2 separate regions of the Pan troglodytes genome follow, and region 1 is linked to region 2. A link is a contact called in public Hi-C data. All regions are on one chromosome and are shown on one strand. The core of a region is the stretch at or near the end of the contact, and the rest is flanking DNA. Distances in the headings are between cores, read along the strand shown. Region 1 holds the start of WNT9B (Wnt family member 9B). Region 2 overlaps GOSR2 (golgi SNAP receptor complex member 2).

Region 1 (3,230 bases), core at 50-2,549, 91 kb before region 2:
ATCCATATTTCATATGGGGCTCATAACTTACATGATTTGACTCCAGGTCTCTGCACATTACATTGGGCCATGTGGCCTCAATAAGTAGAACCATGGGATTTGATAGGGCTGGCAGAGCTGTTAGGAATCATCAGATCATCTAATCACTGCGCTCATTTGACAGAGAAACTGAGCTCAAAGAGGCTCAAAGAGGTGGGGGCTTCCTCTGTTAATGCCACCTAACACGGTAGCCACCATCTTCCCAACACCTCTCTCAACACCTCTCTCAGCCCCCTACCATGCTGGTGTCCACTGAAAAGCCAAGGTCGCGGTCACTTGATGTTCCCTATGCATGGCTGATTTTTTGGAAACTTTACATGCAGATCTTGACATTCATTGCAAGTTATATTTTGTTTTGCTTGATTTGACCCAGTGTTCGAGACTCTCAAAAACATTTTAAATCTCACTTGGGTCATTGGTTGTATGTCTCCTTTCTAGACAGGTACCACCCGCCGCTTTGATCTCTGCACCTTCGCAGCAGAAATTGGGGTTAAACTTTACAAAATAATAAGCAAAACAGAACTTTGGGGCCCAACACTTGAAGTTCCCACCCTATCTACCAGAGATTCTGGCATCTACACACCTTGGAAAGTGGGTCCCTCCTCCCGCAGGGCTCTGTCTGCCCCACTGTCCGCTTTGGATTTCTGCGCTGGGGAACATCAGCAGCATTTTGTCAAAAGCCCACGGAGGCCCACGCTGCGCGCCTCGCCGGTGACAGTCACTCTCCCGTTTAAAAACAGGGCGCCCTTTCCTCTCTCCCCTCTGCCCAAGACTCTTTGCCTGGCAACAGGGTCCCCTGAGCCATTGGACATGCATTTCCCCCGCTTCCAGAGAGCGGTTCTGCACCAGGACCCGGCCCTGCCCTGAGTCTGCGGGCTGCGGCGAAGAGACCGCACTTGCCCGGCAGGAGGGCGGACAATGACCCGGGTTTTCCACCGACTCCAGATGCGTCCCTCCTCCTACCCCTCCACCTTCTCTACCTCGGAGAAGCCATTGCGCTTGCCTCCGCCCCATCCCGGAGAGGCAGAATCTCCTCCGTCCCCGCCTCGTACCCTCCTCCCCGCCTCTCCAGGCCCGGGGGGCTTCACGTTCAGCCACCGCGACCTCGGGCGGGCGCGGCGCCAGGTGAGCGCTCACCTGGGGCCGGAGGGCGGGGCAATGGGGGCGGGGCGGGGGCGGGCCAGGGGCGGCTGCCCCACCCGCGACGGGGCGGGGCGAGAGCGGCGGGGCCAATGGGGCGGGGGGCTCGCCGCCCGGGGCTGGGGAGCCTCCCAATCTCCTCCTTTCCCAGCACCGCCTGCCCCGCCCCACCCGGGTTTAAAGTCCCGCGGGCGGGTGGTGGCGGAGCTGCGAGCTTGAGCGGCGCGAGGAAATGCTAGAGGGCGCCGCGCCGCCAGCACCATGCGCCCCCCGCCCGCGCTGGCCCTGGCCGGGCTCTGCCTGCTGGCGCTGCCCGCCGCCGCCGCCTCCTACTTCGGGTCAGTGCCCGCCGCGCCCCCCGCCCGCTCCCCGGCCTGCCTGCCTCTCCCTCCTTCGCTACAGCTGGGCCAATTTTTCCCTCCCGCTGTTCTTGGCCCCGCCGAGGTCTCGAACTCAGACCCTAGCCCGGCGCGACCCAACCCACTTCGCAGTCGGAGTTCGCGCCCTGAGTTCGGTCTCCAGCTTCCCCGGCTCCGAATCCATTGCCCTGTTCAGTGTCCGAATCTCTGGTCCCCCCAGCCGCCGCTCTCCTCATCCCGCCGGGTCTCGGACTCTGCGCACGCCTCGGACCCTGGCCCCGTCCGCCCCGGCCCCGCCCGTTCAGGCGTCAGTCCCGCTCTCTGATGCCCTCTCGGGATCCTCACGCCGGTGCCCTGTCTGCCGCCATCCTGGCCTCCGGCGAGCCGTCCTTGCCTCGGACTCCTTCCCCACCCTCCGCCTTCGCCCTGCGGAGCGGAGACCGAGAGGGCTGGGTGGATGGGTGGGACGGGCTGTTCCCGGTCTCGGGGCAGAGGATCGTGCGCGTCCAGGGAGAATGGGGGAAACCTCGGACGGTGAGAGCGCCAGCTGGAGACGCAGGAAGGAACCGTGCGCTGGGGAAATGCGACCACATCTCAGACCTGGCATGGGGTGATTTCTCAGGAGAACACTGGAAAGAGTGAGAGGGCCCTGTGTGTGTGTGTGTGTGTGTGTGTGTGTGTGTGTGTGTACATGGTTGGAAAAGGAGGATCACAGTGGGGGGTGACACCTGGGGGACAGTGGGGTAGGTGACACTGGGGAGAGAGCCGGACAGGAACTATGTGGGGAATGTTTGGAGCAAAAGTTATAGGGCAATTGTTTCCAAGTCCCTTCTTCTCTGACCCTGAATTGCAGGGATTTGGTGAGGGATGGGGGCGGGTATCATGGGTAGGAAGGCACCTTCCCACCATCCACCCAAAGCCAACTCCAATATGTACAGCCTGTTACTTTAAGCCTTGCCTCCTTTTAAAATCTTCACCCCAAATCAATAGGAGGCTTACAGTCTGAGTATATACAGCAAAGGCAAGAAAACACCAAGCAAGTGACCTGCTAGAGGCTGCTTTGAAGAAGTAGCCAGGGAGAGGTATGTAAAGGTCTGAGAAGTTCTGCACAGGTTGGAGTAAGGGCTGTGGGCTAATTTCCAGGTCATGACCCCTGGTGAAAACATGTCTGGGCTGTGGAGGAGGGTATCATCCCAGACCCTAGCTCTGGGCTTAGCTTGCTAATGACATGGGAAGACCACTCAGTCTCTGGGCCTCGTTTTCTCCTTTTGTACAAAGAAGGGGTTGAACTTGATATGACTGATCCTTTTGCGATCCACCCCAACAGCAGTGCACAACTTGTTTGTTTCCGAAGATTTTAGGCTTGAAGGAATGGTTGTTCCCTTGGCAGGCAGGATGTCATCATCACTAGGGCACAGACTCTGGGGTCAGTCTTGCCACTTGCTATGTGTGCTCTTGGCCAAGTCACTTAACCTCTCTGTCTCTCAGTCTCTCAATCTGTAAAATGAAGATTATACTGCCTATTTTATAAGAAGATTGAGCTAGTACATGTAAAGCACTTAGGACAGTGTCTAGCATGCAGTAAGTGCTCAACTAATGCTAGTGACTTTTTTTTTTTTTTTTTTTTAAGACGGAGTCTCCCTCTGTCACCCAGGCTGGAGTGCAGTGATGTGATCTTGGGTCACTGCAACC
Region 2 (3,312 bases), core at 760-3,259:
CCAGTGCTTTCCACACTTGACAGTGGTTGGCTTTGATGAACCCTCATGCTGCACCTTCAGAGCCAGTCCTCTAGTTTGGAATAAAAATTGCAGAGGTGGTTTTTGGGTCTTTACCACCTGCGGCTGGTGGACAGCAGCCAGTGTGTCTGGACACCCAGGGGCATTGAGACTGCATGTTGTCACATGACCACTTCTCTTCACACATCTGCTTTCAGTGCCTGGTGAAAAATAGACCTTGGCCTAACAGTGTGACTCTCTCCACCGCCTCAGTGTAGGGAAGGGTCCAGGCCAGGGAAGGAGCACCCTCTAGTGGAGGCGGGGGTGAATTCTTAGGTCGAGCTGATGCAAGAAACTCCGGTAGCCAGCCTCTGTGACCTTGTACATGAGTTTGGTGTGCCTATTGTGATTTAAAACAGGTGGGTTATCAAGAGGAACTTGAGATCTCTTTATTACATGGACATTTACTTCAGGGGGACCACTGTAAGAAAAGCCAAACTCCAAGACCAAGTAAGTTAGAGGAGTCTTGATTTTTTAGACTTCACTGCGGAGTTCTGTACACCCTTTGCCCTGATGAATTTGAATGGGTTTGATTTGCAAATTTGGATTTACACCCATTGTTTTGGAAGCACATCAGCTGAATAAAGTTGAGGTTTATTTTGTTTAGAAAATCACATTTTGTAAAGGAATTCGATATTCATTTTTGTAACTAATGGCCCCCTTTTTTTTATGTTTCTAGGCCAGAGATTCTCAAACACTGCTCCATGGCCAGGGGCTGGGCTGGCTGCTTCAGAAGCAGTGGGGAAGCTTTTTAAAATTACATATTCCTGGGGCCTACCCCAGATCTGAATTAGAACCTTTTTTAAATCTCTAAGGTGATTTTATTTTATTTTTTATTTTTGAGACAGTCTCGCTCTGTCACCCAGGCTGGAGTGCAGTGGTGCAATCTTGGCTCACTGTATCCTCTGCCTCCTGGTTTCAGGTGATCCTCGTACCTCAGCCTCCTGAGTAGCTGGAACTACAAGTGTGCGCCACCATGTCTGGCTAATTTTTTTTTTTTTTTTTTTTTTTTTTGTATTTTTTAGTAGAGACGGGGTTTTACTATGTTGACCAGATTGGTCTTAAACTCCTGGCCTCAAGTGATCTGCCTGCTTCGGCCTCCCAAAGTTCTAGGGTTACAGGTGTTAGCCACTGTACCTGGCCTCTAAGGTGATTCTGATGTCTGTATTTTGGAACCACTGTCTCCTAGACAGAAAGCTTCTGTCTCAAAGATGATCACATTGGTGTAAAGAGCAAAACTTGTTAAGTCCAAAATAAATTCTTACTGTTTATATCCTACCTTAATCCAAAAAAGATTTGAGGAGACTTTGAGGAAATAACTGAAACAGATACAAAGAAGTGAGGCACAAGAACAAATCAAGTCAGTGTAGAGTGTCGACATCAGGACAAGGAACTCAAACGTTGTAACACCCTAAGAAATGTTTGGGGAACCCTAATTTGACTTTCAGCTCCAGTAGCCAAAGCAAAGAAAGAAACGTCATCTGTTACTGTCTCAACCGGGGGGTGACATTTTCTCAAGGGAAAGCCAAGGCCCTTCATAAACAGCTTGCCTGTAGGCCTCACGGAGGTCAGACAGGGATTTTCCTGGCTCCATCCCTGCCAATCTGAAACCCTCTCACTTATGTTCTCCATCATTTATCCTCATTATGCAGACAAGGGGCTGAGCTGTGGTGACTCTGAAGGCCTCACAGGAGTCCGAGAGGAGCTGGCCCCTCATCCAGCTTGGAACCATGGGCCCACTTAATCTCCCACACTTCTCGTGGGGTGCTCTGCTGGGGTCTGGGGGGATTGAGAGGTGTGCAGGGGACTGAGACGGTGCAGCCTGCTGGCATGGAGTATAGAGCTATAAGGTGTTTGCTGCAGACCCTTCAGATAGTATAGGGCAAGTTCCCTGTTGGGAAATAATTTCCTAACTGGAAGGAGAGGGAATCTGAAGTGAAAGCTGTCCTTGGGCCTTGCCCCTAGGGGGCGGCATAGCCCTATCTGTGGCTAGTGGGCCCTGAACACACTGCCTTAGGCCTGCTGTACTTAGAAGCTGAGAAAGGAAAGTGTCATTCCTTCCCCATTTTCTGTGTCCTTTTCATTTCATATGGAAGGCACATGGGAGAGGAGTGTTCAGGGGTGCTGGGCTCCCAAGTGCTGTTGGTAAGTTCCCCACCATGGAGCCTCTGTGAGCCATCCCTCCCCGCCTCATCCCCATGTCCCTCTAGCACAGGGTTCCCAACCTTGGCTCTGCATTGGAATTCCCTCGGGAGCTTTAAAAACCCATGTGTGGGTCTTCCATTCACCCTCTTATTAATTGGCCTGGAGTGCAGCCGGGGCATTGGGAGTTGCCCAAGGCGATTGTAATGCCCAGGGGTAGGGAGCCGATGGCTCTAATACAAGAATGTCAACCCAAGGATAGCCCGTCCCCCATGCACTTCCCCTGGCCGCACCGCGGGAACCACTTGCAGAGACCAACTAGGGGCAGGGATGGAAGCCTGATTCTCCCTCTGGATCGGAAGGAGCCAGATCCCTTGGGGCCATTGGGTGCCCCTCATTAACTGACACCTCTCTGCTGAGTAAAGCACCTTGATGTGACAGGCCAGCTCTTCGCTGCCCCTGCAGTGCAGCCCCCAGCCCTCCCCACCACCCCTGCCTGGTGCTCCGTCTTCCCTGGACTGCTTGGTCTTCTCAGAACATGCCACACACTCAGTACAGCTGCACCTTTGCACAAGATGTTTCCTCTCAGATGTGCCACAGACACCCCCACAATCCCATGACACCTCCAAGAAGCCTGCCCCTCCCCTCCAAACAACCTCTCATACTGCACGCTTCCTGCGGAATGGGAGTTGCTCCTCACCGCAGGGGCCTTTGTGCATCCCGGGCACGTAGTAGGCACAGGCACCATCGGGTAAGCGGCTGCAGGAGAGCACTTGAGCCCACCCCCCATGCAGGGCCAGCAAAGCTGTTGCAGCCAGGCCAGGAGGAAGCCAGAAGGTTCAAGGCCACTGATGCTACGAGCCATGTGCTCACAGGGCCTCAACAACAGCAATGACTGCAGTAGAAGAGGAGAGGCATGGGGCCCCGTGAGGGAAACTGTCACTCAGGACTGGGGAGAGAGAAGTAGAGTGACCAACTTGTCTGGGTTTTAAAGCTGAAAGTCCTGAATCCTGGCGATCCCTCGGTCTGATGGTCACCCTAGATAAGCTAAAGGCTAGGACAGGCGTGACTAATGCAGGGTATCTAGGAAGAGGGGGCTCTCGGAGGCTGACT

What was found. A called contact is a pair of places that touch in the nucleus more often than the background predicts.
Region 1: a contact with region 2 is called in a Hi-C map of induced pluripotent stem cells, with 2.2 times the contacts expected there. The contact joins the promoter of WNT9B here to the enhancer-like site in region 2. A contact is called at or near these places in 3 of 7 Hi-C or Micro-C datasets (induced pluripotent stem cells and stem cell-derived neural progenitor cells).

What each region holds. Positions count from the first base shown.
Region 1 is chr19:21,164,096-21,167,325 of NHGRI_mPanTro3-v2.0_pri, reverse strand. It overlaps WNT9B (Wnt family member 9B), which reads left to right and starts at 1,299. Exons shown (of 4, transcript XM_003315382.4): 1 at 1,299-1,517. The coding sequence starts at 1,441.
Region 2 is chr19:21,073,523-21,076,834 of NHGRI_mPanTro3-v2.0_pri, reverse strand. The region is part of intron 5 of GOSR2 (golgi SNAP receptor complex member 2); the gene reads left to right. Among named protein-coding and RNA genes, the nearest start is that of GOSR2, 19 kb to the left of the region's middle. Within about 2 kb of position 2,009, at least 9 of the 24 cell types and tissues checked have an H3K27ac peak or open chromatin away from gene starts, as enhancers often do. A contact at or near this core is called in induced pluripotent stem cells, where this site is marked.